6 separate regions of the Mus musculus genome follow, and regions 2, 3, 4, 5 and 6 are each linked to region 1. A link is a contact called in public Hi-C and promoter capture Hi-C data. All regions are on one chromosome and are shown on one strand. Each heading gives the region's core, a stretch centred on a gene start, on an enhancer-like site or on the middle of the called end of the contact. The rest is flanking DNA. Distances are from core to core; before and after follow the strand shown.

Region 1 (5,057 bases), core at 828-3,327:
ACATAAAGAGACAGAGACACAGAGACAAAGACAAAGAGACCTACTTCTCTTCCTCCTTAGCATGCCGGATGTGGTCACACAAGATTTTAATGCAAGCACTCCGGAGGTAGAAAAGCAAAGAGGTCTGAGTTCCAAGACAGCCAGGGATACATAGTGAGACTTTGTCTCAAAAAAAGAAAGAAAGAAAAGAAAAGAAAAGAAAAGAAAAGAAAAGAAAAGAAAAGTTAAAAAGCTACTTTCTGGATATGTTCCACCACAACAAAAAGTGAGAAAAAAACTGGGTACTTCCTATGGTGAATTCGACTCTAGAATCTATTTCTTTTTCCCTGCTGTAAGGTGAATTTAAAGGAAACGGTAAACGGCTGTCAGACAAAGCGATACAACACCTAAGGTTAGCTTCTAGTGTCGAAGGAAGATTTAAAAGTGTTCCCAGCTTCCTAGTACCCTCTTATACTCCAAAAGAGGAGCACATGTCTTCAAAGCAGAAGGTATGATTTTTATTGATTTCGGACTCTAATGCAACTTATAGAAACTTTGATTCTAGTCAGAGCTGTTTATTTTTTCTTTCCACTGAGAACAAAGCTTCTTTTCGTTTTCAATTTTATTTCATGCCCAGCCCCCAAGCTATAAACAAATTTCCCTTCAACTAACAATTTCTGCACACAAGAAACTTGTTCAAACAAACTGAAAATCAATGATGCACTTTTAACACGCGTGAAGATCGTGGCCGAATTCAGGACACATACTAAGAGCTCAATAAATGTTGGCTATGTCGTAGAAATGTGCTTTGCTGCCGGTTCAGATTCAAATGGTGGTTTTCCATTCCTTGATGCAATTCCTAGAGAAGGACATTTCGACCTTTCTACAACCTCCCCACACTGAGCAGAATTGCATCAAATCCTAAAGAAATCAACAGAACCAGAATTACAAGTCAAAGCCTGATGACAGTTACACCAAGAGAAGGCAACCTCTGTGTGGCTAGAGGTCAAAATGCTAAAAGCTTAGGTATTAGACAGCTCTTAAAGCCGGGCCATAAGTCTTAACCTCTAATCCCAACTCTCCGAAAACCATTGCTGTTTTCTTTCGCTACTTTGAACTCTAAGCCTCTGTGTGTTTAAGGGTAAAGGCGGCTTCCTCTGGGTTATGCTCGATTGCTCGAAAATTGACTGCCAAGAAAAAGTTCAGAGGAGCAGGGAGTGGAGGAAGTTTGTTTTCCGTGAACCTGACCTCCCTGAACCTTCCTCAGAACAGAACACAGGTGATCCACAAATGCTCACGCAGCTGGACACCGGCCCTTGGCAGGTGCCAGGCAGAAGGGTTGGCATTCGTGCCACTGACCAACTCAAGATAACCACCCCCCCAGAAGGTAGCGTCCTCAGAATCTCCATTATGGAGATGAGAGAACTAGGCCCTCAGACGAGTTTTTACATATCCTGCTTCTTGATGGTTCCTGGTGCCAAGGCTAGTAAACGAAGAAGTCGGAGTGCGCACGGAACCTGACTCCCGGGACTGGGAGCTCTTTATTTCGTCTTACGTGGCCTCATAGCCAAGAGCAATGACATGAAGGAGAGTGGAAGTCAGCGGAGTCCAGAGAGGCTGGAGCAAGCCCAAGCTCCGCCTCCCAGTGTCCCGTAAGGGACGAGCAGTTGTGGGGCGCTGCAGGGGAGCTGGCGTGAAGCTCCGCTGGGGGCGATCGGGGGAAGCACAGCGGACCGGGCCCGTTCTCAAGCCGCTCTTCCCCCGGCCAGTGGCGACACGGACTGCGCGGAAAGCCCACCCAAGTCCCGCAGCTCGTCCCCAGCCCCCAGCCGTGCGCTCCAGGGGGGCCCGGTCCGCCCTCTTCCTGCCCCGCCTCAGGCCGGCTCCAGCCCCACCCCGGCCTCCCGGGATCAGGCGACCTCACCGGCTTCTGCGCAGAGCCTGCCAACACGCGGGATACAGCGGCAAGCATCTTCCTCATGGAGCGCAGCAGACTCACGCGGCGGCCGCGGCACCCAGGCACTCAAAAGGAGTGGTGCGGGCGTCCCCAAGTCTCCTTGAGGCGCCCGGAGCCGAAGCCACGCCCAAAACGCAGTGACGGAGTCGCGACGGCATCACACGCCGCGCTAGTCTGCAGGCCAACCAGAATGGTTGCTGGCGATGGCTACGCCCTTCTGAGGAGGAACATGTGGCCGTCCATTAATTAACTAAAAAATGAGGTGGGGCTGTGGCTGGAGGGTGAAGAGGCCGGTGTCCCAGGGCGCCTGCGTGGGAAAGTGGGGGGCCCCGGGGCGTGGGGAAGAGGCCTCTCCTTCCTTTTGCCCTGAGTACCACAGACCAGCGAAGAAGTGGTGAAAGCGGGTCCTGCCCTTTGCCCAGTCGGGCCTGTGGTACAGCTTTGGCAGGCAGCCTTGTTCCATTACACAGAGAAGCCATGGTGCCAGGGCAAGAAAGACAGATCATCTGGTTTCTAGAAATGGTCCTGCCACTAATTTGTCTTTAAAAGGTCACATATTCCTTGCAAAGTGTTGCCCTGGTTGACTTGGGTGAGATTTAACAGTTAAATGCTGGATGTTGCTGGGTGTGGTGGCACATGCCTGTCATTCCTTCCTTAGGGAGTCTGAAGTCAGATGATAGCCAGAGTTGGAGGTCAGGCTGTCTGTTCAGTTCAAGACAAGCTTGGACTACTTAGCGAGGCTATCTAAAAAAAAAATCAAAATAAGTAAATGAAAGCAAATATTAATCGTTGACCATAGACATCCAAGAGTTTAGCTTTAGCGTTTATTCTTTGATTTTTTGTTAGCTTGCTTCTTTTCATGGGGGACTCAGTTATAGACAAGCAGTTTGTCTGTCCTTTATGCTTGGGAAAAGGCAGAATCCTGTATCTCCTGTGTTGTTGTTACCCAAACACTATTAAGATTAGGACACGAGACTTTATGAGAACACGGGAAACGTGCAGATGATGATTTCTCAAAGTTCAAACTGTTGCCTGGATCGGTCAGCTTCACATTATCACTGGGTCAGAGAAACAGAGGCTGACTTTTCCATTCAAATGTCCAGCATGGATTGGCCAGGTAGCATTTCTAGGAGGTCACTTGGGAACCCAGGATAAAAAGTCCTCTAATATTTGCATTTATGATCTCCATGGATGAAGGATGAAATGAGTGCTGTAGTGATGCATTATAACTCACGGGAAAGAAAGAGCCACAGATCCTTCACAAATACGCAACTGAATAAGAGAAAAGAGCAACATTGCCTGGAATTCTGGTGCCGGAGAGGCAGAGACACGAGGATCCCAGGTGCTTGCTTGTCCATCAATCTAACTGAAGTAATAGCCAGGATAAGTAAGAGACCCTGCCTCAAAAAGTTTAGCTGAAGAGTGACTGAGGAAGACTGACCTGAAATTAACCTTTGACTTCCGCGTGCATGTGCACACACAAATATACACAGATTGAGTGGGTGGGAATCACCACTTCACAAAGACACCATCACCACTGCAGGCAGGAATTATCAATAGAAGCTAAAATGAATGGCAGGAAAAAATGAGAAACAAGACTTTTGCATTATTACAAAATATCCTCCAACAAGAAATTTATCATTACAAAAGTTAATGCCTTAAAGAAACTGCCCTGGGGAAACAAGGGAACCAGTGTTTTCATAACTAGAATATTTTCGTTACAACCTTTTCTTTGTTAAAAAAAAAAATTACAAAGCCAAGGCTCAAGATGGCTCAACAGGTAAGAACACTTGCCACCAAGTCTGAGGGCTTAAGTGATTTGTCCTTTCATGTACACACACACACACACACACACACACACACAGAGAGAGAGAGAGAGAGAGAGAGAGAGAGAGAGAGAGAGAGAGGCACACAAGTACAGAAATTGAAAGAAATAACAATATGTACTAACCAGTACCCTCAGAGCTCCCAACCAAAGAAAACACATGGAGGGACCCATGGCTCCAGCTGCATATGTAGCAGAGGATGGCCTAGTTGGTCATCAATGGGAGGAGAAGCCCTTGGTCCTGTGAAGATTCTATGTCCCAGTACAGGGGAATACTAGGGCCAGGAAGCAGGAGTGGGTAGGTTGGTGAGCAGGGGGAGGGGGGAGGGGGGAGGGGGTTTTCAGAGGGGAAACCAGGAAAGGGGATAACATTTGAAATGTAAATAAAGAAAATATCTAGCCAGGCATGGTGGTGCAGGCCTTTAATCCCAGCACTCAAGAGGCAGAGGCAGGTGGATTTCTGAGTTTGAGGCCAGCCTGGTCTACAAAGTGAGTTCCAGGACAGTCAGGGCTATACAGAGAAACCCTGTGTGTGTGGGGGGGGGGGAGAAAGCGAGAGATACTTTGTGACTCTGTAGCAAATGAGGACAAATTGTAACTGGTGGTTATCTATGCCCTACAACGATACTTTATGTGCTAAAACATACACAAATACACAAAGGGGGCTGGTCAATATAAGGGAGGTCAGAGAGATGAAGAAAGGGTTGCCCAAAGCAGAAACCCAAGGAAGAGAAAATCTTGAGAAAAGAAGGCTCCTTTACCTTGGAAGAAATTGGAAATGAAGGTCTTTCTTTTCTAATCCCTCCCAAGGCAATCCCCAGGTTATGGTGGGTTTCTCTGGACATTTAGAGCTACTATACATTTTGGCTTTTGACTTTTCCTTTGCATATCTCCTGAAAGTTCTTGAGCAAGCTGAACTTTAGGCAAGTCATGGTCCTTTGCCATGCTCTGCACAGCTTCAGGGATTGGCCTAACTGGGGTGCGGAGGGAATGAAGGCAGGGCAAACACAGAAAAGCTGGAATCCTGTTGGTTGTTCTCAATGATGTAGGTCAGTCACCAACTGCAGCTACAACCTGGACTCTTGGTATGTTTATTTTATACATCTGAATCAAGACAGTAAGTGTGATGTACATAGAAGAATAAGGAGTAGGTCTTATGGCATCCAGGTGAATAAGGATACAGGTTTAACTAATCTTGGGAGGTCTCTTGGGGGAGCAGTCTTAGGCTATGGTCATCCAGGAGGAAGCTGTGGTCGACAACGGTCAACATTTGTATTTCCACCAGAGAAAAGCTTT
Region 2 (5,057 bases), core at 1,220-3,719, 510 kb before region 1:
AGCCCAAGAGTAAAACCACTGTGTCCTTGGGACCAGCTAGAAGCTGAACCATTTCCATCAGAGGTCATCACCATTGTTTATCCCATGATATAAAAGTGCCAGCTATGGGAAAAAGATGCCAGGACTCTAGCTGATTCCCTCCACTTCCTGAGTCAGTTTCTGCTAGAAATAGGTTGTATGTACCTGATTTGATGATGTTCCGCTATCTATCTCTTGCTATCCATTCCTTTACTTTGGCTTGCTATATACTTACTAGAGTCAACAAACAGAAAGTATAGCTATCATAGATCCTTTTCTGGACCATACAAAACACAGACCAAGACTCAAAACTTCAAGGGACCTATCTTTATCCTTGCGAGATTGGCAAAGCAATTCAATTTGAAGACTAAGATTGAGACTAATGTTAAGCAGAGAAAGCAAGCTCGTTCTCTCTAGAGTCCCTTGCGGGATGTGGAATTGGCTTCACTGGACTTTGTGATGTATAGGTAAGTCTGGCTGATTTCTTCAACAGTGTTCAATGACTTCATTTCTTTAAAAAAACATTATTTGTATGAGTTTTACCTGGGTATGCCCTACCTTTGTGTAGTGCCCACAGAAATCAAAATAGGGCATCAGATCCCCTGGAACTGGAGTTACAAGTGGTTGTGAGCCACCATGAGGTTGTTGGGAATTGAACTTGGTTCTTCATCATTTTGACTCATCACTCTGAGAATACAAGGGTCAGCAACCACAAATCTTCAGCACCCATGTGCCAAGCTACCATAAATCTAGCTCAGCTATTTCCTTATGGAGCACATGCCTAACCATTTTTTTTGGGGGGGGGGGGTCTGAATGTCTTTGAGAGAGAATTAGAATGGTCTAATAATCTGGAGCTTAGCCAAGACAGCCACTTTCAGAATTTCAGACACAGTTCTTGTTGCGTTGAGGGGAGAATGTTCTACTAACAGCGGGTTAAGTTAGGCTCTGAGTCTCAGTGTTTGTCAACTACAGGGTCATAAGGTTTCATTGTCTTAATAAGAATGTGGATGCGTCAAGGCACGTAACAAGCAGGGCCACTGTAGGGATGAGCCTTCTGTATCTTGATTCGTCTAGGTTGCTGTGACACACATGACCAGTGTCTAGAGAAGGATGCTGCTGTTACTCTTCTTTTTAAAGCCCTGCCTGCAAGTCTCTCCTCTTCCCTCCCCCTTACTCATCAGGATCATCCTGTGTCCCAGGCTAGCCTTTAAGCCAGAACTCATTAACAGCACCATCTTCTATGCCTCAGCCTTATGACTGAAATACCCCCTCCACCCTCCAACATATTTCTACAGAAATTTTAGGCTTTGACCCAATATACAAATAATGCTGCATTATTATTATTCACCGGGTACGCAAGGCAGATCTCCATTGGGCATGGGGTCAGCTTTTATTTGTCACCTCTGGGTTCACTAGTCCCCAGCCTCCATTTGCAGGGGACAATGATCTAATTTCTCTCTTGTCTCACTTTCCCTGTTGCCTATTTTGTCTCCAGTCTAGCTCACTATCTCTTCCTACCACCAGATGGTGGAAAGTGGAAAGGAAACAACAGACTGCTCAATGAATGCGGTCGCAGGCAAGTCTCTTTGGCTGAAAGGTGTGGTGGAGAATAGACTCCAAAAAAGAAGCTCGTTGAGTTGCCCAGGAATTCCTATGGATTTCTATTTTCATTTTAGTGTCCACTTAAAATTGTTGTCTATCCGGGTTTGAGGCTCAATAGAGCACAGTGATGCCTGATGGAGAACCAGCCAATCTTTGTCTCTGGACCTAGAAACATTCCTAGGCAGCAGAGCCCCACACCTTGTCCGGGTACCACTGGGTCAGGTGTAAGGAGGGTCTAATCCTGGGAGGGGCGGTGGCCAGCAGCGGACCTGCTCAGCAGCCTGACTGCGCCCTTCTCATTGGGCACCTCTAGCCCAGTACCACCTCCTACGCTCCAAACTCGCACCTGGTCTGCCAGTACTCCAAAGCCACAGCCAAAGGCCCCTTCCTCCCACAGCCCCCTGCTAGCAGCCTTCTTCCTCTATGTCCCCCCCCGCAGGGAAGGGGTGTCACCTGTTAATAACAGCAGGTGTCCCGCTCTTCACCTGCCACCGGCTTCCCCTCCCCCAGCCCTCCTTTCTCGGGGTTCTGCCTTCGATCCACCTTTTCCACGTGCCCCACAACTCCGACGCCCCCACCCCCACGGACCCCCTAAATCTCCTCCAGTCTCGAGGAGTCTCGCGGCATTTCCCGGGGCGTGAGCCGAGCCTAGGCGGATAGGGGGCGACCCTCTGCGGAGCTCCAGCCGGGACAGAGCCAGAGGTGAGGGGGGCGGCCGAGCCCCGCAGACAGAGGACGAGCCCCAGAGTCGGGCTGGACACTGCTCGGGCCCCGCCCCTCGACCCCGCCCCCGCCTGGCGGCCGCGCCTCTCGGGCGGGCGGAGCCGCTGAGCTTCGCCGCGGCGGGGAGGAGGGGAGAGCAGGCTCCGAGGCGGCTGCAGGGCACTGGGCTGGGCGGTGCTTTTTTTCTTTTCTTTTCTTTTCTTTCTTTCTTTTTTTTTCTTCTTCTTCTTCTTTTTTTTTTTTTTTCGCAATTTCCACTCGCAGAGAGCAGGAAACCCGGAGCAGCCGGGTGCAGTGGGGCCGCGATGCAGCAGCAGCAGCAGCAGGAGTCGCCCCAGGGTAGCAGCGGCAGCAGCAGCAGAGGCAGTAGCGGGCGGCGCTGAGCTGCCACCACCGCCGCTGAGGACGAAGCCGGCCCAGCAGCAGCCGCGTCCCGACGCTCGCGCCCCCGATCCCTGCGCCGCGACCTCGGCGCTCCGAACCCAACGCCCGGTTCCGCCAACTTTCACGCTGCTTCGGCGGCTCGGCTCGTCTTGGCGCCAATGGGTGAGTGCAGGGGCCGTTCGAACCTTCAGCCCATCTGTGTGTAGGGGTCGACTGGCGCGCCCATCCCGGGACCGCGGACCCGGGGAGGGCGCCCTGGAGCAGGGCCGGGAGAGTGACATCGCGCAGAGCGCCCTCCCTCGCCTTGCGCACCCCCATTCACTCTCACTTGCTTTAGTGTCCCTGCGGAGCCCGCGCGCGGCACGGACTGGAACCCGAGGGGGCCTGAGCAGAGAATCGCGGGGGCTAGCTCCGGGGCTGCTTGGGTTGAGGGAGTCAGGGGGTGTGGTTGGCTTCTTCGGGTGGGCGGGGAGAGTTTTGTCTTTGCCATTCTCCCACCCAAGTGCACCCTCCCTGGCGCTGTGGACCCGGGTACCAGGATTTGGTGGGCTCTGGCCCTGTACAGGGCTCTTGGGCCAGCCTGAGAAGAGCCTTGAAGGTCGGGGTCTCTGGGAGAGGGTTAGACTGTCTTTACTGCCTGATGATGCCGGTGGTGGGAGGTTAGGAAACGCCCCAGTACCGGGCATGGCGGGCTGTCCCAGGGTCCTGAGCTCTTCATGCGTTCCCCACTTGTGCCTCCACCTCTCACTCTGTCTTCCCCCACGCCGAACCCCTCTCCACTCTGTTACACTCAAAGGCTACTTCCTATATCCTCCTCTCAGTCTGCAGGGCCAGGAACTGGAAATGGTGATCCAGTTTTTGATGCACCTAGCAAGCATAATTTCCATGTAGGCAGCTAACCTTAGCTCTTCAGGATCCTTTTTATTATAGACCTGACAGTGTGGAAACCACCTTACTGCCCAGGGGAACTGGCACTTTACTGAGCAAAGGACTTGTGACTGTCTGGTCTCTAGTAAACGTTTGCTTTATCTAGGTACTAGCCTTGCTCATTGGTCAGCCTTTGCTTGTTATGCCTCTAGCATATGATTTTTGGGGTGTTTCTAGGCCAAGCATAGCAGTTTGCACATTATAATGAATCGTTATAAAGTGAGACTTTTTGTATGCAGGTAATAGGATCTTACACTAGCCAGCAAGAAATAGGCAGGAGTCAAAGGGTGCTAACCCAGTAAGTTGTTCATTAGTGAAGTTCAATTCCCTTTTGTGATTGTTTACCAAAATGTCTTTCCCTTTGTCAAAGTGGTAGTGACTGGGTGGCCTCTCAGCTTAAGTGCCCTTTTCTGATGATCACAGCACTCTAGGTCTAAATGAGTTCCTTTATCGTATGACATTTTTTTTCCACATCAGAATGACATATTCCAGTGTGTTTAACATTTATCTCCTCTACCCGAGGCTCAGTGACCGTTGGGACAGCATTGTGTTGTATGGTACTGCTCAGAATGGTTTTTCTTCCATGCCTGGTGTAGAATCGGCTCAGAATCAATATCGAATAGATGGGTGGATGGCATGAAACTCCGTGGAAGACACAACACTTAATTCATACTCTTGCTTTGCCTTGATGAAGATGACTTAGCCCATTGGCAAAAGAAAATACTTTAAAACCCTTGTGGAAAATGGTCATTGTGGAAATGCAGCGATTTCTTCTGAGGTGATAAGGAATGTTTTGGGGATCACTTTTCCTTTGGGGTGGATTACTGAAAGAGTTCTGCACAAAAAGAAGTCGCTGGTCTGCATAGGCAGGCTGTGCTTTGTTGATCTCAATGGGAAGAGGATGGAGGCTCCTTTAAGAAGCAGCAGACCTGTTTATCATTGAGATCTAAACTGTTTGCATTCTTTAGGCTCTCTTAAGAAAATGAGAGAGTGCTTCTGCAATTTACAGCCCTTTTCAGTATCATTTTAAAATTGTAGCCATTATGCAAGTAGGGGTGCAGCAACCAATTATTATTTATTTCAAGAGTTTATATGTAAAGGCACCAAGAGTAAAATGAATGCCATTTAATTCATTATAATGTGCCTAAGTGGGATTTAAGGTGCTTGTAGTTTGTGGACAAAAATCACCTGCTGTTTTCTAAAGTGTCCTTAGTGGTATATTTGCAATGAAATACAGATATTTAATAGTTGGTTCTATTTGTTTTCTAAGAGCAAAACCTAGTAGTGCTGGGATTCTATGTACACCACACACACACACACACACACACACACACACACACAGACACACACAGACACATATATACAGACACACACACACAGACCACACACACATACACACACAC
Region 3 (5,057 bases), core at 828-3,327, 490 kb before region 1:
CTGCTTTGGATGTTATGTGTGTCCACTCCTTTAGGGACCATCTCATGTGTCCTAGACAGCTCTACCTTTGGATGTTAGTACACTTTGGAGAACGGGAGGAGCCATATGTCTGCTTCCTAGGCAACTGAGACTTACTGAAAGTAGAGCTTAAGTGGCCCAACTGTCCTGGCATTGGAAATCATTACTTTTTATTTTTAGGTTATCCTCTGTTAGCCCTAACTCCTTTCAAGTGCAGGCAACTGGAATCAATGAGCAAGACCTTTGTCAGATGGGCCCTATCTGAGTTTAAACTTTCCCTCTCAGTTAGTTGGAAGGAGTTTAGGAGACCCAAATTGAACGAAAGAACAGTGCTAATTTCCATGTTTGCTCTCTTTTAGCCGAATCTGCCATTTAAGGAGGGTTCTGTCTCCCTGTGGATTTAGGGTACTCACTACAAGAAAATGATGTTCAAAAGAGTTCATTCTGGCTCTTTACGAGCTCATGGCACCAGCTAAACCAATAGCCATAAGAACAGTTTGCATTAAAAAAAAAAAAAAAAACCCAACCCTTTGAGGCTCCTGAAGAGCAAGCAACCCTGAGACTGGGACTCAGACACTGTGAGCTTCAGTGGGTCTCAAAAGGAAATTGGTGTCATCATCTCTAGTTGCAAAGTGTTGCGTTAAATGATAAGAAGAGGCTTACCTTGCATTGCTCATTGCCTAAGTAATAATCTTATTTTACTATCCCCGTTCTTGCCCACCTTCACTTACAAAAATAACTCTGAGTGGGTTTTCTTTTTAAAGATTTGTGTCAAACTGATACCTCATAAAATGGCACAAGCAAAGTGTTCTATTTAGAACCTGTCCTGTGACATAAAAACACACGTGTTTTTAGTTATTGGACTCTGGTTTTTGGAATTAAGGCTAGGGGAATGAAGACTGATAGTAGCTATGGGCATGGAGCTAGGTTTTCAGACAAGACATGAAAATGCTGTGGATTTTGCATAGATAGATTTACTTAAGTAAAACTTGCTTATTCATTAGGCCCCAAACATGCTGCTATGGCATTTCGTAAGTAGGACTTTATGTTTCCTATTGCTACCTGTTTTATTTACATATCTCTTGTTGTGATAAGACATTATGACCAAGGCAACTTACAGAAGAAATAATTTATTTATTTTGGGGCTTATGGCTTCGGAGGATGAGTCCATGATGGCAGAGCAAAGGTATGGTGGTGGCAAGAACAGCAGAGAGCTTACACTATAATCCATAAGTACAGGGCAGAGGCACACACACACACACACACACACAGAGAGAGAGAGAGAGAGAGAGAGACAGAGAGAGACAGAGAGACAGAGAGAGAGAGAGAGACAAGGGGAGATTTTGAAAGCTCAAAACTTGCCCCCAATGACACACCCAATAAGGCCACACCTCCTAATGCTTCTCAAAACAGTTTCGTAAACTAAAGAGCAAGCATCCAAATCTATGTGCCAATGGGGGCCATTCTTATTCAAAGCACCACACTGCCCTAACAAATTACTACAAACCCAACACAAGTGTATTGTCTCCCAGTTCTATAGGAGTCTGATGTGGGTCTCATGTGTTTAGTATGAAGGTATTGACAGGGCTGTGTTTCTTACTGGGAACTAGTGAAAAATCTCTTGTTTTTGACCCCAGCTGCTCATGTTTCCTTTCTGAGTCTTCAAAGAAGGTGAACTCTGCTAGCATCTCACCACTCTGACCTCTTTCAGTGTGTCTTCCATAATGTGAGATTCACCTGGAGAATCCAGGTTAATTAATCTCCCCATTTTAATGCCAACTGACTGGCAACCTTGTTGGCAACTTGCTGGTTATTCACAGGTCCTTGGAATTTCATATGTGGGCAGTGTTGGGGATGCATTACTCTAGATAGTTTACTGGGGACTTTTTGTTCTCATCACGTAGTGGGCAATGGTGTCAGTAGCAGCTCATGGTGGAGGATAGCTTCCGTCTTTACAGCACTGCAGGAAATTAAGAAGGTGCAGTTCTCAGACCATGGCTCATGAGAGGCAGGCTGCCCTCGGGCTAGAGCCTCACGGTGGCGTGCTGTTAAAGGGGGGCATGGAGTGGAGCTGACGAGTCACAGCTGGGCTGGCCAGCCAGTGAGTAAGGAGGAAGCAGGAAGATGAAGACAGGAAATGGCAGTCGAGTCAGTCCCTTGGGAGAAAGAAAATAGAAGATGGGGTTGGCTACATTTGACCTAAAGAAAGGAAAAAGAGGGGCCTTTTTTATCCTGTGCTTTGGAACTGGTTCCTCTCTTGAGGTTATGCGGAGACTCTAGACTGAATACATTTGGTCTCTGTTTAGATACGGGTTGTGCTTTTGCCACCGAAACACAAAGGCTTCAAGCATGAGCGCTGAGTCTTGCAGTGGGGGGTAGGGAGAGCAGCAGCCCATGTAATCTAGTCCCAGGAGAGCTCTGCTCTGGGGGTTGCAAACGGACTTGTACAGATTCACAGAGCCTTGGCCGTTTTCTCAGACTCCTAAGGTAGACTCTGCTGTGAACTGACCTATGCTGGGTTGTACTTTGAAGAACTGTCATGCTCTCCTGGGACACAATAGAAGGGAACTTTGAGGGTCATTTCCCACAGCCTTATGATCAGAGAATATTCTAGCCACGCCCGACTCGTGTTAGTCGGAAGGCACAGGGAAGCTGTGCTAAGTTCCCAGTCACAGTGTCTCTGTGTGACAGTGGCAGAATTCAGCTAACCCCCAGAAGGAGGCCAGGGCTTTTATTTTCTAGCCAAACATGGGCCCGGACACAGTACTTTCTGAAGAGGGCAGAGTGCTGAGCTTTGTAGATTCTTCGCTGTAGTTCTTACAAGAATCAGCATGCCATTACAGTGTTTTCCCCAGTTCATGGGTCACAGGGCCATTGCTCATGTTGATGGTTCATCAGCTGCAGCCAGTAAACTCTGATTAGTCTTTCCTGCTGGCCCACCATGCCTGGGAGGGGCATTTGTTTCTGATATGAGTACTTCGAGTGTGAATCCAGCATTTTTGGTTAAGAATTAAAGCTAATTAATAAACCAGAATATATTTTACTGCTTTTTTTTTGAAAGCATGAGTTGATTTTTAACACTTTATTTTGAGGGGCTAGAGAGATGATGGCTCAGCAGTTAAGAGCACTGTCTGTTCTTCCAGAGGACCTGGGTTCAATTCCCAGCAACCACATGGTGGCCCACACATGTCTGCAACTCAGTTCCAGGACTTCTGACACCCTCACACAGACACATATGAATGCAAAACTCCAATGTACATAAGTTAAAAGTAAATTTTAAAAACTTTATTTTGAACAGACTTCAGTCTTGCAGAAAAGATGCAAAAGTGATATTGGGCTTTCACATAGCTCCCACCCAGTTTTCCGTATGGTTGGCTAGCATCTTTCATAATCATAGTTATGTTTATGTTCTTGTTAGAATTGGGAAACCAACATTGGCATAATACTATTTGTTATATTGAAAGTATTATATAATGTCATCAGGTTTTTGACTGGGGTCCTTTTAAAAAATTCTTGTCTTGAATCCTGTCCAGAATCTTACCTTTCATTTGGTTGTTGTTCCATCCTGGACTCCCACTGTCTGTGACAGTTCCTCCATCTGTCACGACCTTGATAGTTCTGAAGCATATTGATTAGTTATTTGGGTAACTGTTCTACAATTGTGTTTTCTCGTGACTGGATTGAGGTTACTTAAAAATCTTATTTCATTTTTGTGATTAATATAATTAGAACATTTCTCCTTTTTTCTTCTTTTTCTTCCCTCCCTCCAAATTCACCCATATACTTGTCTCCACTCTCCTTCAGCTGAAAGCTTACTGAATAACTTTTAACAATTTTGAAATGAGGAGTTTGGTGGCATCAAGTATATTCACAGGTGTGTTGTTACTATTCTCAGGACATTTCCATAACTCTCATATAGTCTATCTCATCTATCCTATCCTCGATTAGTAGTTAGTCTCCAAATGACCCCTCCTCTGGCCTCTCTTCACTGCTAGTCTCCTTGCTGATTCTATGATTGTTGCCTAGTCCATGTTCCTTATGTAGGTAGCATCATAGTGTTTACTAGTCTGTGTCTTGCCTCTTTGACTTAGCTTTCAAGGATCCTCCATTTGACAATGTGTTGGCTTGGCCATGGTGTCTCTTCCACAGCAATAAAACCCTAACTTGGGCAGTAGAGAGACAGCAGGATAGGATTCACGATCACAATTCACTGCGGTGGAGGGCAGGCTGGGGAGAAGCTAGCACATTCTGCAACCCCAAAGCCAAGAGAGAACAGCTGAGTTGGAAATGAAGGCACTTTAGTCTTCTCAGTGTTTTTACATCTTTGTGACTGCATTTCCTAACAAGAAATGATATATTCATAATATATAGTGTAGTATTGTGTATTACATGTAATACTTAGTATGCTCCATGTAGAAGCAGGAGGATTGTGAGTTGAAGGCCAGCCTTAGTGAAACCATCTTAAGAAAAAGGACATATTTTACATTTTGACCTCATCTTTATTTATGCTTGAAGTTTGTGATTACACCACAAGTATTTGATAAAAATCTGTTATTTTATATTTCTTTCTATTCCATTAGGGAAAAAAGAAACCTGTTTCTTGTGACCATGCTTAGTCTTAGCCTGAAAGTACCTTTGTACACAAAGGCATGTGGTTGCTGGGAACAGAACCCGGGTCCTCTGTAAGAGCAGCCAGTGAGTGCTCTTAACCACTGAGCCATCTATCCAGCCCCCCCATTTTTTTTCACACTGTGCTTTTCCTGGTCCAAATTATTCATATGCTTTTGTTTGTTGCATATTTTGGCAGTTGACACCAATCTATGTGGAATGCCATGATTAAATATAAAACAAATCACTGAGAACTTTTGATTGAGACTGGAATAAATTGTGTAGTAAAGTTTACATGCATGGAAAAAAAAATTTGTTTTTTGGAAGCAAGATCTAGATTTGCTTTTAGTTCTGTGATTCTGTCATTCCTTCCTTCTGTCATTTTATTTTTAGCTTTTTGAGACCAGGTTTCTCTGTGTATTGCTGACTGG
Region 4 (5,057 bases), core at 1,246-3,745, 460 kb before region 1:
GATTGGATACTCCTCTGCTGTTGGGAACAATAGTCAAGGCAGAGGAGGGACTGATCACTGTAGCTCTTGACACTTCCAGACTGGTCAATCATACTTTGTAGATAACCTGGTTGTGTTAATTGTGGGCTCTTTTAGCCTTCCAGTCAAATAAAAGCTCACATTTGGGACTGTGTCTTTTTGTGCTGAATGAGAAGATAGAGTTTGAAATAAATGCCTTCTTGGGGCATTCCTGGAGTTGAGCTGATATACTTGATCACCAGCATTGACTGAGTACCTACTGTGGGCTAGATATCAGGCAAGGAAGAGATTATACTGAGATCTACATTGTAAGGGTTCCCAGTGGGTAGGCAATGAGGGAGGCAGATGCACAGAGAAATCTCTTACAGTAAAGCATGGTAATAGCCTGTGAGACTAGTGGCTGCCAGTTGATAGAGCAGCCTTTGTATAGAAGAAGTTTCAGTGTTCATCCATTATCCTTGGACCAGACCCTCTTCCAATATTAAAAACAAAAATGTGAACTCAGGCAAGGTGTTTTGCCTCATGCCATAAAATAGTAAATATGTAGGCTGGAATTCACCTTTAGGGCTATCAGGTGTTTTCTTATAGCTCCTATTATCTATACAAGGTGCTGGTGGCCTGGGAGGCCAGGGTTCCTTGAGCGACAGGAATATTTTCAGTCAGGAAGTGGTGGGCCTTTTTCTCTGTTCTGTGTTGATTCACAACTCCCCCTCCCCTGCTGATGTCCAATTAGTCCTTTGAGCTGTTCTTGGGTCCATGACAGACCTCACTGTGTTCTAGAAGAAGCCATCCTGGCCTGTGCTCGATTCCCTCATGCTCAGAGTCCATACCCAGTGGCTCTGTCGTTGGGATCTGAGTTCTGAGCCCGTCTTCCTCAGAGAAGCTGCTGATAATTTCCTACCAGAGTCAGGCCTTGGGAATCATGTCTTTATTGACTTTGTGCCCTTACTTGTGTATTCATGAAGATCACAAAAAAAAAAAAAAACCCAAAACAAAAGAAAAAAACAAAAAACAAATGACGATCAGCTTGTGTGTGCAGAGCCTCATAGTTCCTGTGCCCTTGAGGCGGGGAAATTCAGGTCCCTAAGCCCCTAACCCCAGACTCTGGTGAGAAAGCACTGACTAGTGGGAACTTGACCTTCTGTAGGGAAGAAGCTGGTACAGAGTTTGTGAGTTGTAAGTAACAGAAACCAAGTGTCTCTTAATCAAAGACGGTGAATGATTCATGGAAAGGCTCTGGGGTGGCTTATGTGGTGGAAGAAGTGTAGGAAAAGTGGCAAGCAGGCTGCTTTCTGGGAGCTCTGGTGGAGCGTGCACTCTAGCCATCTCCAGCTGCTGTCACATTGCTGGCAGTCACTTAGCTTCTGTGCCCATGCATGGGCTGGCAGAGTATTGGACATGTCAGCTGCATTCTCATCAGGTTGGATCTCATGGGGGGGGGGCTTCTCCAAATGGCTTGCTTCCCTGGATGGGGAGAGTGGGGGCTCCCTGGGGGTACCTACATAGTCAACTACTTGAGCAAATACTACAGTTACAAGTTCCTAAATGTGGGTCACATAGTGTTTCCACTTTTATATTTAAAAGATAAATTTAGCTATAACATTTCGCATATGGAAGTGTACACTGTGAGATTTTTTAAAAATCTTTTTATAAGTTTATAGCATTGTGCAATTCTTCCCACAGTTTAAGATTAAAATGCTTCCATCACCCCAAAAGTTCCCGCATACCCACCTAATCAGTCCACATCCCTGGCTCCAGGCAACCATTCATCTATTTTCTGTCTCTTTAGATTTGACCAGAGGTTTTTATTTGTTCCTGATTGCTATAACTTCTGGATATCGTAGAAACTCTGCTACATGGGGGAAGGCAAGGAAGAAGCTCTTCCAGTGGTGCCCAAGTCTGTATCTGTCATTTGGAAGAGAGGCAATGCCAAATCTTGGTCATGGAACATTCTAGACCTCAGTTCTTCACCTGCAAAATTAGAAAATGTATTTGACAAGATGATATCTGATGTTATTTCTATCATCAGTAATCAGCAATTATGCTTTTCTTTTTCATGAGATCTTTTCTGGTGAAAATTACTTCTTGGTTTTCTATATTATCATCAAACAGGATGGAAAGAAAACTTTAAAATTAAAAAATGTATCCATCAGAATGAGCACAATGAAAAAAGTGTAAACCCGCAAGTATGTGACATTTCTACTTCTGAAATGATTAAAGCTTAAGCTGTAAAGTCACACCTCCTGAGACCTTTGTGACAACATGTGTATGTGTATAGAACAAAGGAAGTTCACTGGAAATTCCCATCCTCCTCCATGCTTCCTGGTTCATTCACATATGTATTGAGTCACAGAGGATGCTAGGTCAGGGAGCCAGAATCCTGGGATAAATAAAGGACTTTTACCAGATGAGGCTTGCAGGCTGCTTGGGGTAAGCCAGCATGAAATGCAGCTCTAAGTGGAGCAAAGATAGAGGAAGTTCAGGGGCAAGGGAGGAGGGGTTGAGCCCCACAGTGGGGGGGGGGGGGCTGTATCATTGCCTCTGTTCCCCATCTATCTGCTTGACAGCTGGCTTAGCCAACCTAACAGTTAAAAAACAAAACAAAACAAAACAACCCAAAACAAAAACCCACCCATTTTGGGGGGGAAGACATTCAGCAAGTTTGAAGGCAGAGATAGGGAAGGCTGAAGTGTTAGCATTTCTAAGCAGATCTCTTATCTCCCGCGGCTCTAGCTTTTCTTGTTAACTGTAGCTTTTGGCTTTTTTCTGCAGACAATAGTTACAGCAAACTTGTGGAGGCTGGCTTTTTGGCACAGCAGGCAACTGGAGGGCGGTGTTTTTTTCTGATGGGGAGACATTTTTAAATTTTGTAATTTATAGTGTCTTTAAGTATGGGATTTTGTTTACTTTTGTCCTAATTACACCTCTGAGATCCTTTACCTCATCTAGTGCTTTAATTTGGGGCTCATGCAGAGAAAGTTTCCCAAAGGGTACCATTTAAAAAGAAGTTGTAGGTAATGTTTTACCTTCATTTGCTAGAGTTACCTGCAGCTTCCTGTAGATGAGGATATGCGCTTGGAAGCACAGACTTGGGGTCTGGCCGTGTTTGTGTGATATGAGGTCTTTCCTGCTTTTTTTGCTAAGCATTATTCTAGACTGTTGCTATTCGATAGAAATATAATGCAAGCCACACTCATAATTTAAACTTTCTAGCAGCCACATTAACAAAGCTAAACTAGTTCAAATTAATTTCAATATTTATTTACTCCGGTAGGTCCAAAGTGTCATGCTATAGAGCAGTCCATTTGACAAAAAAAAAAAATGTTCAGCTTCTTTGTATTCTTTGCTATTGGAGTCTTAGAGCAAGAACCCTAGCTCCAGCAGTCCCACAGCCTAGGCTCAGGTACTTGTCTCAGTACTCCAATTCAAGAGATGAGCAATGGTGCTGAGCAGAGAAAGATTAAACTGAGGTGGCCTATTGGGAAGGAAAACAAATAAAGGGATCAAGTAGTTCCTAGTTTCTCTTTGGGGTACTGACATGAACTTTAGGTTTTACTAAAAGAAGGATTGTGCTAGGGACAAGAGGCTGCATTATTAGCAACCCTGGTCACATGGTCTGAGTGACCACAGTCTCAGTTCTGGTTCCAGTGGTGACCCAAAGAAGGCCACACTGCTTGATAGAGAAGGCTGGCTTTCAGCAGGTAATAACTTCTGTTCCATGGTACAGCCTTGCCACCACACACAATAGTTGCCATTTGGGGTGGGGGTGTGTCCTGTCCAGGGAGTTTTGGCTATTGCCACAATCCAAGATGACAACAGAGTCACAACAATGACTCAAACCTTTAGGTGCCTTTTCTGGTATGTGGGACAGGACGTTGTAAAATGCAGACAGTCAGATATCTCAGTGACTCCTATCTTCGTGCAGTTAGCCTTGAGCATTGAAAGGAAATGACATAGGTTAGGTGCTGTGGGTTTCTAGATACTCCTGAGTGATTAGCAAGCCTACGTGCAGAGGCAAACAGGTGATGCAGAGTAAAGGAGACAAAATAAAGGCAGATGGCCAGATTTTCATCCTGCTTTTAGCTTATCTGTGCACCCAAGTGAGGAGTCATTACTTTGCAACAGAAGCAGTTTCTAAGTGTCTGTTGTAGGGACCAGTGAGATGACTCAGTGGGTGAAGGTGCTTGCTGTCAAGCCTAATAATCACTGATCCCTGGGACCCACAGAGTAGAAGGAGAGAACCAACTCTTAGAAGTTGTCCTTTGACTGCCACATATGCACTATCACAAACAGTGCTCCTTGTACCTTGAAAAAGTATTTTTTATATGCATAGGTGTTTTGCCTGCAAGTATGTATGTGCATGAAGTGCCTATGAAGTGCCAGAAGAGGGCGTAGGTTCTCCCTGGGATTGGAGTTAAAGACAGTTGTAAGCCAACATGTAGATCCTGACAGTCAAAGTGGGGCTCCCTAGAGTAGCGGCCAGTTCTCTTAACTGCTGAGCCACCTCTCTAGCCCCTCATTATACTTTTATGGCACATGTTGATTCACACAAAGCCACACTTCATGTACTCAGTAGCCACTGTAACTTGTGCTATTACGTTGGAAAGAAAAATCCTGAAACCTTTGAAAGGGAGGAAGAGAGACATAGTTCATGACTTAGGAGCTCTTAACAAAGTCACGCACAGCTTTCTTGCCTTAAGAGAAACCTGATATGTTAAAAAAAAATTCATCTCGACAGGAAAGGTAAAGCAAGCAGGAAGTGATTATTCATGTCACAAAAGAATTAACCGCAGGTTCTTTTAAATAGCAAACTCCCTTAGTGCACTGAACAATATGACTCAATTTGCAGAAATGAGATTGGCACTTGACATTTTAGAGGTACCTTTTGTTGGGCAGAAACTATCTATCAATATAAAGTGTAAGTTGCTGAGTGGTTGGATTATCAAGTCTGCATTGGGCACCTACTGTATGCCCTGGATGCTCACAGTGGCCAGCATAGAACAAACTAAGTGTGATTGATCCACACCCAAAAGGCATTT
Region 5 (5,057 bases), core at 1,471-3,970, 470 kb after region 1:
ATACATAGTCTCTTGGTGCCTCAGTTTCCTCCTCTCTGAAATATATGGTGATTATACAATCTATCTTTGTGTGTTAAGTCTAGAGGTCAGCAAGACATGAATGCATGCAACAATGAATGCTTAACAATCTTACACTGTTCATGTTGGCCTATGGCAGAAGTTCAAGAGCCAGTTGTAGCTGTCACTCCCTAGCTCCATGCTGGATCTTGCAAGCAAGGCTGCACTCTGAAGGACAGGCCAGGATGATTCCAAAAAAATGAAATTTGCATTCAGACAGGTGACCTTTGCACTGTGCCTATGAATAGTGACTCAGCTTTCCTAGGGTGTTTTCTCAGTATACAAAGCTGATGATCATTTGTATCAATAGAAAGCTTTGGCAGGTCTTACACAGCAGCTAGTAGAGAGAAATACAGTGTGAGACGTTGAACTCTGAGGGCCCCCAAGCTAGCTTGCCTGGTGTGAGGCCAATTTAAGCATCTGCTGTGAACACCTAGAGTGGCTAAGGCCCTGACCTGTGTTCCATTCTAAACACTCCACTCTACCCCTGCAGCCAGGGCAGGGCATGGCACTGGAGAAGGGAGGCACATCCTAACCCCTGCTTGTAGCTTTAACTGACATGCTTTCTTCCTCTTGACACTTGGCACCTAAGGGCCTGTTATTGCAAAGTGGCCCTGCTTTCCTCGAGAGAAATAGGGGTGCTCTTAGATGGGAGAGTGGGGACGAGAAGAAGAAGTGGGTAAAGTGCTTTGCAATCAAGCATGAGAACCTGTGTGTGGATTCCAGGGCCCATGTAAAGCACAAGTCTCTGGAATCCAAGTCCTTCGACAATGAAATGGGAGACAGATAAGGGAATTCCAGAAGATGGGAGGAGAAAGACAGCCAACCCAAATCACTGTGGCCAAATTTATTAAATGATTAAATAAGCATTCTTATTCATGTACAAGGGCTGCCTCCCCCTAAGGTGAGGTTCAAGAAGTCAGCATTGGACATAGGGAATATAAGGGTTTTATAGCTCAGGGGTAGGGGGTTTCCAAATGGAGGACTTAGTGGGCAAACAGGGTTATAGAAGCAGAACATAAGCATGACAAGTTAGTCATAACTTCCTGAAACAACATGTTTGTGAGATGGACATAACTTTTTCAAACAAACGCATGATCATCATTCCTAGAACAGGCAGTTCAGAGCCATTTGTAGTTACAGGTGGGGCATAGCCTAATCCTTAAGAAACAGAGGTTTAATCATTAACAGAAATAGTTTGTCTTATAGCTTTCAAGCCTAATATGGAAGCAGGATTGTTCATCAAGATAGCCTGATGTAGGCAGCAGTGAATAACAAAAAACACCCTGACTCAAACAAGGTGGGAAGCTGGGGCTAACACCAGGGTTGTCTTTTGTCCTTCACATTGTGCCCCATAGCACAGGTGTCTGCACTCACACAAACATGCACACATACACACACATTCTCTCTCTCTCTCTCTCTCTCTCTCTCTCTCTCTCTCTCTCTCTCTCTCTCTCTCCCCCCTCTCTCTCTCTCTCTCTCTCTCTCTCTCTCTCTCTCTCTCTCTCTCTCATCATATATACGGGGTGGGGGTGAAGAATGCAGGAGTGAATCTGAAATTTGTTGGGAAGGAAGAAGGCTGAGGAAGCAGATCTCATCTTTTCTCTGAGCCACTGGACACCCTCAGAACACATGGAGTGGGGTGCTAGACTCAGCTTCCAGGGCCACCTGCAACTATGGGAGAATGAGGTCACGGACATGCAGTAGACAGAGCTGCTTTTCCTCAAGGCTCTGTCCCCACACCACAACCTTGGTGCCCAGTGCCACCCAATGCCAGCAGTGCTACAGAGCACAAGCTCCAGACCAAGCCCTGCATGCTGCCACCTTCAGCTCCACAGTGACTGGCTCCATGATCGCACCTCTGCTTCCTGAGGTTGTTGCAAGAGACAAACATATTAATATTTGTATAGTGCATGGATATCACTTGGCACATAATAAATTGCTTAATAAATATTAAATTTTATAATATAGGTAGGGGTAAGGCTCCTGGAACCTAACATTCAAAGAATTCCTTTTAGAGATAGCCCCAAATGCCTTCTCTCTGTTCCACTCTTGGCAGCCAGCTCCTGCTGCCTCTGAAACACTCTAATAGCTGCATAAGAGAGTGAAAGGTCCACTCTAGATTTGTAAAATGATACCCTTCCCAAGCAGGAGCCCTTGTGTCTTCCACTGCAATGGCAAAGTGCCTGTGAAGTGGATGGGACAGGGTTTGTTTTTCATTTTCTGTCCACTGTCACCAAGCCCATGTGTGGAACCACCCCCAAGCTCATCAGGCAGCCTCGGGGTTCCCTCCACCCTCGCTTGCAGGAGCGTTGACTCAACCCTGTTTCTTTCTCTCAATTGATCACTCCAAACACCCACACTGGGTGCTTGTGAATCTCAACTCTACATGGAGGGGAAGCCCCAGCAGTACAGGCACCCTGTGAGCACATGCTTTTCCAGCACCTTTGGGGGTGCTGCCCCTCACTAAGCCCCCCTGTAGAGACTATCCACTATGCCATGTGACCAATAGAACTGGCAGAAAACCATTTCCAGTGTCCTCTCCCCCTCTCTCCCTGGGAGACATTTTAACTGGCAACAGTGGGGGGTGAGGGCCGGGTGCCTCTGGGGCTCACCGAGGCAGTGGCAGATCTAGGCTATAATTAAACCAGACTGTGAACATATTGTTCATGGAAACCTTAGCAGAACATGAGTCATGTTGGCAAAGTGAATCACACGGCCTCAGAGTTTCCATTTATACTTGCTGAATTGGGGGACTTTATGCCTCAGTTCAGGATTACTGTCCCCTATTTGTTCTCTTTCAGTGACAAAGGCTCAAAGATGGACATTGCTAAGGGGCACTTGAACAGCCAGGAAGAGCACTGAGACTGGGGCTTAGCAGACACTTAACTGAGACACTTAACATTTCCTCATTTCCCGGGATTCCTCCCTGGGGTGGATGGCACCCTAGGCTTGCCAGAGACAGAAAAATAAAAATAAAACAGAGGGAAATATGGCCATTTTGGTGATTATAATATATGCAACTGGTTTTTTTAAACATAAATTTGGAAAAAGAGGAGAATATTGAGGTTCTGGGCTCAGATGGCTTAAATGAAGTCTCATGAATAGCTTTTGGGCAATCCAGAGACCAAGACAGGTATCACATGTAGCCTCCAACATCTACCTAACCTTCCTGGGTCTCTATTTTGTCCTCAGTGAACCAGGAGCAATGACAATAGCCTTTTCCTCACAGGATGGCTAGAAAATGTTAGTGAGTGATGGGAAGGCTGAGAACGGTGCACAGAGGACAAGCTGAGGGTCTGCTGCTTTTCATCATTTGACATCAATGTCACCAGCCTTTCAGTGACATCACTGAACACCAAGGGAGCTTTGCAGAAAACCATGGTCAGGAGACTGGGCATAGGTGACATTCCCAGGGGAGGAAAGCTACCAGGGCCTTCCCTGCACCCTAGTTAGTCAGTTTTGCTATGAGCAAGGAAACATACATTCCATCACACACGTTAGCATCAAGCCTGAGCGAGACTCCTTCATGCATTCCCATGGTACTCTGCTACACAGGCATTCTGAGAAAAGGGAACAGCTCTCTCCCTTGAGATTTGCAGGGTAGGGTCTAAAGCAAATAGTGATGAGTGGGGAGTTGTCTGCCACTTTGGGTCATGCCAGGCTATGGACTAAGAGTCCCTACAGCCATGACAAAGCCACCCTCATCACTCAACATATTGGAGGCACTTCTAGTTCTAACACTGTCACTTCATTTGGGTCCCTCCAGAGGTGGGGACTGTTCCAATGACAGATTCCCTGGAAGCCATTTCATATACTCAGACCCAACATGCAAGGGACCTCAAAGAAATGAGAGCCCTGCCCTAATGAGGGGCTGCTTTATCATCCTCTGTTTCCTATGCTGTGGACAGTTTTTATTGGCCCAAGCTTCAAGTGATGAATTAACTTCTCCTCTTGTAATTTATTAATTGGAGATGAACATAATATCCAAATGAAGTTTCCATTTGGTGTGGGGTAAATGGTGTTCCCAAGCTGAGGGAGCTGGGATTCTTGCCAAGAACAAAGAACGGTGACATTTTCATTGGCCCAAGATAATCTTATTTGGAGCTCCAAGGACATTCTCTGAAAGGCTTATGGCAATATCTGACAGGCTTCCTTTAAGATAACCTCCATCGAAGTAGTTCAGGGACCCCAGGAAGGGAGTCATGTGGCAGTGTAGGGATGTCCTCTGATCTCACCATAGGATATTCTTACATAAAGACATCTCATACATGTATTCTTCTGGAGAGGAAGGATGCTAGGGACAAAGCCTAGAACACAGTTCCAAGGTAGACTACCTACTCTGACAATCCAGACTCCACTTCATGGTGACATTAGAGGTTCCCCCAGAATTGTCACCTTTTTAACCCTCTAGACACAGACGCTAAAGTTCTGCCCTTGGCCTAAGAAGCCCCAAGTCCCAGGCTAGGAAAACACATTCCTAAGACAGGAAGTCCAGGACCCTCCTAAGGGACCACCTGAAGAAAACAGCCAACTGCCTAACAATTCTTCCTTACCAGTCATGTGGGTCCACTGAACACTGGCAGTCAGTTATTTCTACAGTATATGCTTAGTACCTACTACTATGCTGTGATGGTTTGTATATCCTTGGACCAGGAAGTGGCACCATCTGGAGGTGTGGCCTTGTTGGAATAGGTGTGACCTGGTTGGAATGGGTGTGTCACTGTGGGTGTGGGCATAAGATCCTCACCCTAGTTGCCTGGAAGTCAGTCTTCCACTAGCAGCCTTTGGATGAAGACATAGAACTCTCAGCTCCTCCTATGCCATCCCTGCATGGATACTGCCATGCTCCCACCTTGATGATAATGGACTGAACCTCTGAACCTGTAAGTCAGCCCCAATTAAATGTTGTTTTTTATAAGACTTCCCTTGGTCATGGTGTCTGTTCACAGCAGTAAAACCCTAACTAAGACATGTGCTTACCTCCTGATATGCTGGTC
Region 6 (5,057 bases), core at 1,655-4,154, 410 kb after region 1:
CGATTCCTTTCAAGAGCTTTCCCTTCACATTTTCAAGAGCTTTTGCTCCCCTGTTGGCCAAGCATCATATTTTGTACATTCAGAGGCCACATAGTGTATATCCAATATTCAAAGGTCCTTAGAGCTAGGAAGGCTCTTTTTGAGAATCTAGTACAGATGAAGCAAAGGGAGAGAGGAATAATACCTGGTAAAGACCACCAAGAAACTCCTGGATTTCAATTGCTTTTTACCCTCTGTGTGAGACAGAAATTACTATATCTAAAATTAAGTAATCAAGAATACAGTTTGACCTAATGGAGTGAACATTATGGATGAAACAAACATGTCTAAAATAACTGGAATTTATATATTTTTCATGAGACTGATTATATATTTGCCCATCCCTGTATTTACAGTTATTTTTACTCAATAAACTATCTTACTTATATTTCAGTGGTTAGAAATGAGGCTCTGGAAGAAATCACTATAGAATTGCCTTCCTTTTTATTAGTAAAATTCAAATATTGTTTTAATTTTTAATACCAGCTAATCATACTATATGACATTTTAGATACTAAGTCAAGAAAAATTAAAACTTATGGCATAAGACATGACCAATGTTCTTGTTAGACATTGATGTTTTTTGTATAACTTACATAAGAAAAAAATAACCCAAATCTTTATATATTTTAAGCTAGAGAAAATGAAATTAAAGTTTAATTTAAAAGCTATGGTTTTTTTGTTTTGTTTATTTGTTTGTTTAGTTTTTAGTTTTTCGAGGTAGGGTTTCTCTTTATGTAGTCCTGGCTCTCCTGGAATTCACTATGTAGACCAGGCTAACCCAAAACTCAGAGATCCACCTGCCTCTGCCTCCCAAGTGCTGGGATTAAAGGTATGTGCCACCACACCAACCTTATTCTCATTCATGTGAGCTTTCTATCTCTCTAAATTATACTGAACAATGAGTGTATGTATGTATATGTTTGAGTATATGTATGTATATATGATATGTATATATTTATAAAGACAAAGGAAAATTTTGAATCTTTTAATACTAGTTTTGAGTAAGGTAAAGGTAAGTAAGCAGTCAAAACAAAAAAGCATGCTCAAGTGAAAGGATACAATATCTTTTGTTACTTCATTACTGTATCTCAATTTATAATGCTCCCCACTTATGCTCTCTCTTCTAGTTGTCATATTATTTAGATTTTTTTTTTAGCACTATAAGGGACCAAACCCAAATCCTGGGCTTGCATGCAAGGCAACTACTTTACCACTCACCTACATCCCTAGCCCTTGCTAATGTGTGTGTGTGTGTGTGTGTGTGTGTGTATGTATGTATGTGTGTTAAGCTACTTGAGCTGACAGTGCTCCCCACAAGAACCATAGACTAATGAAAACCTCAGTACCAGAGATGAGAAACCTTCTTTCAAATGATTAGGCAGAGTCCAAGCAGCAAGCAGTGCAGCATAGACTATTTATTGATGGAGCCCTTGCTTTCCTCTCCAAGGGTGAGGGCAAGCCTCTGCTGTTGAAGATACCTCACGGTTAGGACACAGAGCTTGGATGACATGAGCTGGATCTGACCTAAAAGCCTCTTTGCGCAATCTTGCTTCCTTGTTGACATTTTAAAATGTTATAATTGTGGTCAGACTTTGCCATCCATAAATTTAAAATGATCAGAAAATGAGATCTGGAAGTATAATTGACTGAGCTCTCCAAAAAGCCATGCTTAAATAGCTGGTGGCTGGTGACGTTTTCTGTCCTACTTCTTTCCTCTTTTGTGATGTTGGTTTTTATCACTGCCTTTTCAGTGTAATGGGAGTGTTTGCTTCAAAAGCTGTCATTATAATGAGAGCTGCATCCTTATAATGGTGTAGATGGAGCATAGTACATGCATTTCCTTTTTGTCTCACATTCGATTTTTGCAACAAATCAATCTTTCTTGCTCTCCCACCCGTGTGTGTGTGTGTCTGTGTGTGTGTGTGTGTGTCTGTGTGTGTGATGCTGAGGATGAAACTCAAGACCTTGCATTATAGGCCGCCACTACCACCAAACCACAATATCAACCCCAGCAAATACTTCCTAACCAATAAGCATTGTGTGTATGTGTCATTTGTATGTATGTGTAGTATGTACATGATCATGTATGTGTGTAGAGTATGTTCACATGTGAAAACCAGAGGTTGATGCTTGGTATCTTGCTTTCTGCCTCTCTTTACCTTATTGTCTGAGATAGGGTCTTTCACTAATAGAACTTATCAACTTAGGTAAACTGGCTGGTCAATGAGTTTTGGGGAACCATTGGTCATAAATGTGCCACCAGGGCTTTTATGTGGACTCCAGGGATCCAGACTTTTGTTTGTTTGTTTGTTTGAGACAGGGTTTCTCTGTGTAGCCCTGGCTGTCCTGGAACTCAGTTTGTAGACCAGGCTAGCCTTGAACTCAGAAATCTGCCTGCCTCTGCCACCATGCCCAGCCAGACTTGAATCCTCACAGTTGCACTTTGCTGACTTGAGCCATCTCCCCAGGCCCTTGAGCCAAAAAAAAAAAAAAAAAAAAAAAAAAAAGGAAAAAAGAAAGGGGGTGGGGCTCCTACTTAGGCAGAAACATAATATGTTGCCTAACATTTCAAGATGTTTAAACTTGTTTGGTAAGGCATATTTCAAATGTGAGAAAACTTAAGAATAAACTATTGAAATGAGAATGGCTTGGGAATGATGTGCATGGTATAAATGACAGCTCTGTGGAAAGTTTGAAGACCAAACAGCTACTTTCTTGGGGGCTACCCTTGCCCTCTCCCTGGAAACAAGGCAAGTGGGGCTTGGCTCAGGGGGAAAAAGCAATGGTGTCTCCCTTCTCCTAACATTTCTGACAGCCAGAGTCACTCTGTTCTACAGCCAAGCATTTGTAGCCCAGAGGCCTGTTCTGTTACTGTTTCCTAAGCTGTACTGGCATTGCATAATTAACTGCCAGACCTCTGTCACACTAAAGATGCTGGGGCTGTTTTCCAGGTCCAAGAATACCGAGAAGCCTTGGAGGGAATATTAATCAGAGGCAAAGATGGGATCCACTTGGTGCCAGAACTCTATGCCATCCCACCAGACAAGGTAACCAGTTGTCACCAAGCCCTTGTGGGGCTCATCTAGACCGAGTGAGTTAGGGCTTGGCTTTTTTGGTATTCTCTACCCACCTTTTAGGGCATATGACCTCTTTTCCTCTTTAGAAATCAGAAGTTGCTTCTAAAAGATATAGCTTTCCTATTTATCATAAGGAATTATAGCTTTGAAGAACATATGGAACATATTTGACCATGGATGTCCTAGGGAGGCAGCATCTAAAAACCTTTGAAGCATACCTGTCCCTAATCTGTGTTTGAATCAGGCCCATACACACCTTACCAAAGGAAATCAAAGCCCCTGGAACCTGTCCAATCTAGGATTCCAGACCCCAGGTTCTAGACTCCAGGTTGTGGGCCTTCACACAAAGCCACACCACTTGCTAATGGGTAGTATATTTTACAGTTAGTAGAAATGTCTACACATTGGATGCCCTATTGGACCTTTGAAAGTAGTGATGTAGTAGATTTTTCTTTTAATTTCATGTAGAACATACATTTTGATGAGCAGTGACTTGTAATTTCACCCTCCAAATATGTGAGGCAGAAGGATCAGTAATTCAAGGCTACTTTGTATGACCCTCTTGCAAAGGAATGTTTAAAAATATACATTTTAAATGAGTCTGAAATTTGATCCTTAAATGGCATAAAATTTCTGAGTATTACTTTGGGCCCTAATCTAGAACAGAGGTTCTCAACCTTCCTAATGCCGTGACCCATTAATACAGTTCTTCATGTTGTGGTGACCCCCAGCCATAAAATTATTTTCATTCCTAATTCAAAACTATAATTTTTGAATCATAATGTAAATATCTGATATTTACAATGGTCTTAGACAACCTCTGTGAATAGGTTTTTTGACCCCCAAAGAAGTTGCAAACCATAGGTTGAGAACTGTGATCTAGAAGGAACTATTAAATGTTACATAAATGACTACTTAGATCAAAAGAAAAGTCAAATGAAGGAGTTGAGTTTCTATAAGAAATAGAATATTCTACATCTGGAAGCATTGGATTATTTCACATTGATAATAGCCCACCTAGTCAGCTGGTTCACTTCTGGATTCACTGGAGTGGCGGGGAGTGGGGAGTTTCCTTGCAATGTCCCTATCTACTCAGTCCTACCTAGACTGTTGGGTCTGAGCTTCCAGAAACTCCATATTTCCATCATAGCACGGCAGGTGTATATCATCCAAGTGTTCTTAGGACAAGTTAAAGATAAGATTTCTGTTGTGTCACACCATACCGACTAAGTTATGAAGTCTTCCAGGGATTTTGTGTGTGTGTGTGTGTGTGTGTGTGTGTGTCATAAAGTCTTCTGCAAATTACTTCACTTTACATTTCTATCTGTATGCTATGGATGGTGTGAATGCTGATAAGGGTAAGAGGTGTTGAGGTCACTTTCCATAGCTACATTTTTATATTCCATGTTCAGATTGCTCATACTCTAGTACTGTGGCATCAATGGAAGGAAGCTGGAAACCAAGCAAGGGAGAATGCATTATCTTCAAGGATAGTACACCTACTTTATGGTAGAGACTAGTCATCCATCCCTGCTCTCCCAAAAGGCACTAACCATAGTAAATACTTGGTATCAGGGCTGTGCTTTGCTTCCTGCAAGATAATGCTGGTTGTACATCACAAAAATGTTACTCTACAACTCTCTCCTAAAGACCACACTGACTTTTAGGTATCTACTTGTCATTCAGTGTCCTCTTTATTCAGTGTACTTAGCTTATATGCAAGGCACCAGCGCTGGACAGTAGTTTACCTTAACCTCATTTTGTGTTAGCTTTGCAGGTGAGAGTTTGCAAGGTTCTTCAGTCACATCAATAGCATATATAGAGAGACCACTGGAAAAGAATCTGCAAGGCACCACAAACCTATATGGCTCCTTTGTGCAAATTAGAAAAAGTCTGGGACTACAGTGGCATGTAGCCTGTATGCTTGGGCAAGGTGCC

Evidence for each region. Promoter capture Hi-C pulls out the DNA fragments that hold promoters and counts their contacts. A called contact is a pair of places that touch in the nucleus more often than the background predicts. Capture Hi-C pulls out chosen DNA fragments and counts their contacts.
Region 2: a promoter capture Hi-C map of liver shows a contact between it and region 1, with 4 times the contacts expected there. The contact joins the promoter of Sh3kbp1 here to the promoter of Pdha1 in region 1. A contact is called at or near these places in 16 of 39 promoter capture datasets (the 3T3-L1 cell line, 3T3-L1-derived adipocytes, the C10 cell line and 11 more), 26 of 484 Hi-C or Micro-C datasets (the 63-12 cell line, the AML12 cell line, CD4 T cells and 19 more), 17 of 115 datasets of contacts at active chromatin or transcription factors (the 230-238 cell line, the NIH/3T3 cell line, astrocytes and 10 more) and 5 of 9 other capture datasets (adipose tissue, embryonic stem cells, liver and 2 more).
Region 3: a promoter capture Hi-C map of pre-B cells shows a contact between it and region 1. The contact joins the enhancer-like site here to the promoter of Pdha1 in region 1. A contact is called at or near these places in 5 of 39 promoter capture datasets (the C10 cell line, the HPC-7 cell line, liver and 2 more) and 1 of 115 datasets of contacts at active chromatin or transcription factors (trophoblast stem cells).
Region 4: a contact with region 1 is called in a promoter capture Hi-C map of pre-B cells, with 5 times the contacts expected there. The contact joins the enhancer-like site here to the promoter of Pdha1 in region 1. A contact is called at or near these places in 4 of 39 promoter capture datasets (the C10 cell line, neutrophils, pre-B cells and 1 more), 1 of 115 datasets of contacts at active chromatin or transcription factors (extraembryonic endoderm stem cells) and 1 of 9 other capture datasets (liver).
Region 5: a Hi-C map of uterus shows a contact between it and region 1, with 2.7 times the contacts expected there. The contact joins the enhancer-like site here to the promoter of Pdha1 in region 1. A contact is called at or near these places in 11 of 39 promoter capture datasets (the 3T3-L1 cell line, 3T3-L1-derived adipocytes, the C10 cell line and 6 more), 1 of 484 Hi-C or Micro-C datasets (uterus), 10 of 115 datasets of contacts at active chromatin or transcription factors (astrocytes, embryonic stem cells, fibro-adipogenic progenitors and 2 more) and 1 of 9 other capture datasets (embryonic stem cells).
Region 6: a contact with region 1 is called in a promoter capture Hi-C map of hippocampal neurons, with 2.7 times the contacts expected there. The contact joins the enhancer-like site here to the promoter of Pdha1 in region 1. A contact is called at or near these places in 6 of 39 promoter capture datasets (the 3T3-L1 cell line, 3T3-L1-derived adipocytes, HPC-7-derived erythroid cells and 3 more) and 4 of 115 datasets of contacts at active chromatin or transcription factors (astrocytes, embryonic forebrain, extraembryonic endoderm stem cells and 1 more).

The regions. Positions count from the first base shown.
Region 1 is chrX:160,136,353-160,141,409 of GRCm38.p6, forward strand. It overlaps Pdha1 (pyruvate dehydrogenase E1 alpha 1), which reads right to left and starts at 2,078. Exons shown (of 11, transcript NM_008810.3): 1 at 1,904-2,078. The coding sequence starts at 1,960. Gm39547 (a long non-coding RNA gene) reads right to left here and starts at 1,895. Exons shown (of 2, transcript XR_878293.1): 1 at 1,429-1,895.
Region 2 is chrX:159,624,803-159,629,859 of GRCm38.p6, forward strand. It overlaps Sh3kbp1 (SH3-domain kinase binding protein 1), which reads left to right and starts at 2,470. Exons shown (of 18, transcript NM_001135727.2): 1 at 2,470-2,889. The coding sequence starts at 2,886.
Region 3 is chrX:159,648,149-159,653,205 of GRCm38.p6, forward strand. All of the region lies in intron 1 of Sh3kbp1 (SH3-domain kinase binding protein 1), which reads left to right. Among named protein-coding and RNA genes, the nearest start is that of Sh3kbp1, 23 kb to the left of the region's middle. Within about 2 kb of position 2,078, at least 94 of the 459 cell types and tissues checked have an H3K27ac peak or open chromatin away from gene starts, as enhancers often do. A contact at or near this core is called in pre-B cells and trophoblast stem cells, where this site is marked.
Region 4 is chrX:159,673,831-159,678,887 of GRCm38.p6, forward strand. The region is part of intron 1 of Sh3kbp1 (SH3-domain kinase binding protein 1); the gene reads left to right. Among named protein-coding and RNA genes, the nearest start is that of Sh3kbp1, 49 kb to the left of the region's middle. Within about 2 kb of position 2,496, at least 75 of the 459 cell types and tissues checked have an H3K27ac peak or open chromatin away from gene starts, as enhancers often do. A contact at or near this core is called in pre-B cells, where this site is marked.
Region 5 is chrX:160,601,716-160,606,772 of GRCm38.p6, forward strand. No RefSeq gene overlaps it. Among named protein-coding and RNA genes, the nearest start is that of Phka2, 100 kb to the left of the region's middle. Within about 2 kb of position 2,721, at least 85 of the 459 cell types and tissues checked have an H3K27ac peak or open chromatin away from gene starts, as enhancers often do. A contact at or near this core is called in fibro-adipogenic progenitors, hippocampal neurons and uterus, where this site is marked.
Region 6 is chrX:160,546,182-160,551,238 of GRCm38.p6, forward strand. Phka2 (phosphorylase kinase alpha 2) reads left to right here. Exons shown (of 33, transcript NM_172783.4): 11 at 2,994-3,089. Among named protein-coding and RNA genes, the nearest start is that of Phka2, 47 kb to the left of the region's middle. Within about 2 kb of position 2,905, at least 6 of the 459 cell types and tissues checked have an H3K27ac peak or open chromatin away from gene starts, as enhancers often do. A contact at or near this core is called in 3T3-L1-derived adipocytes, where this site is marked.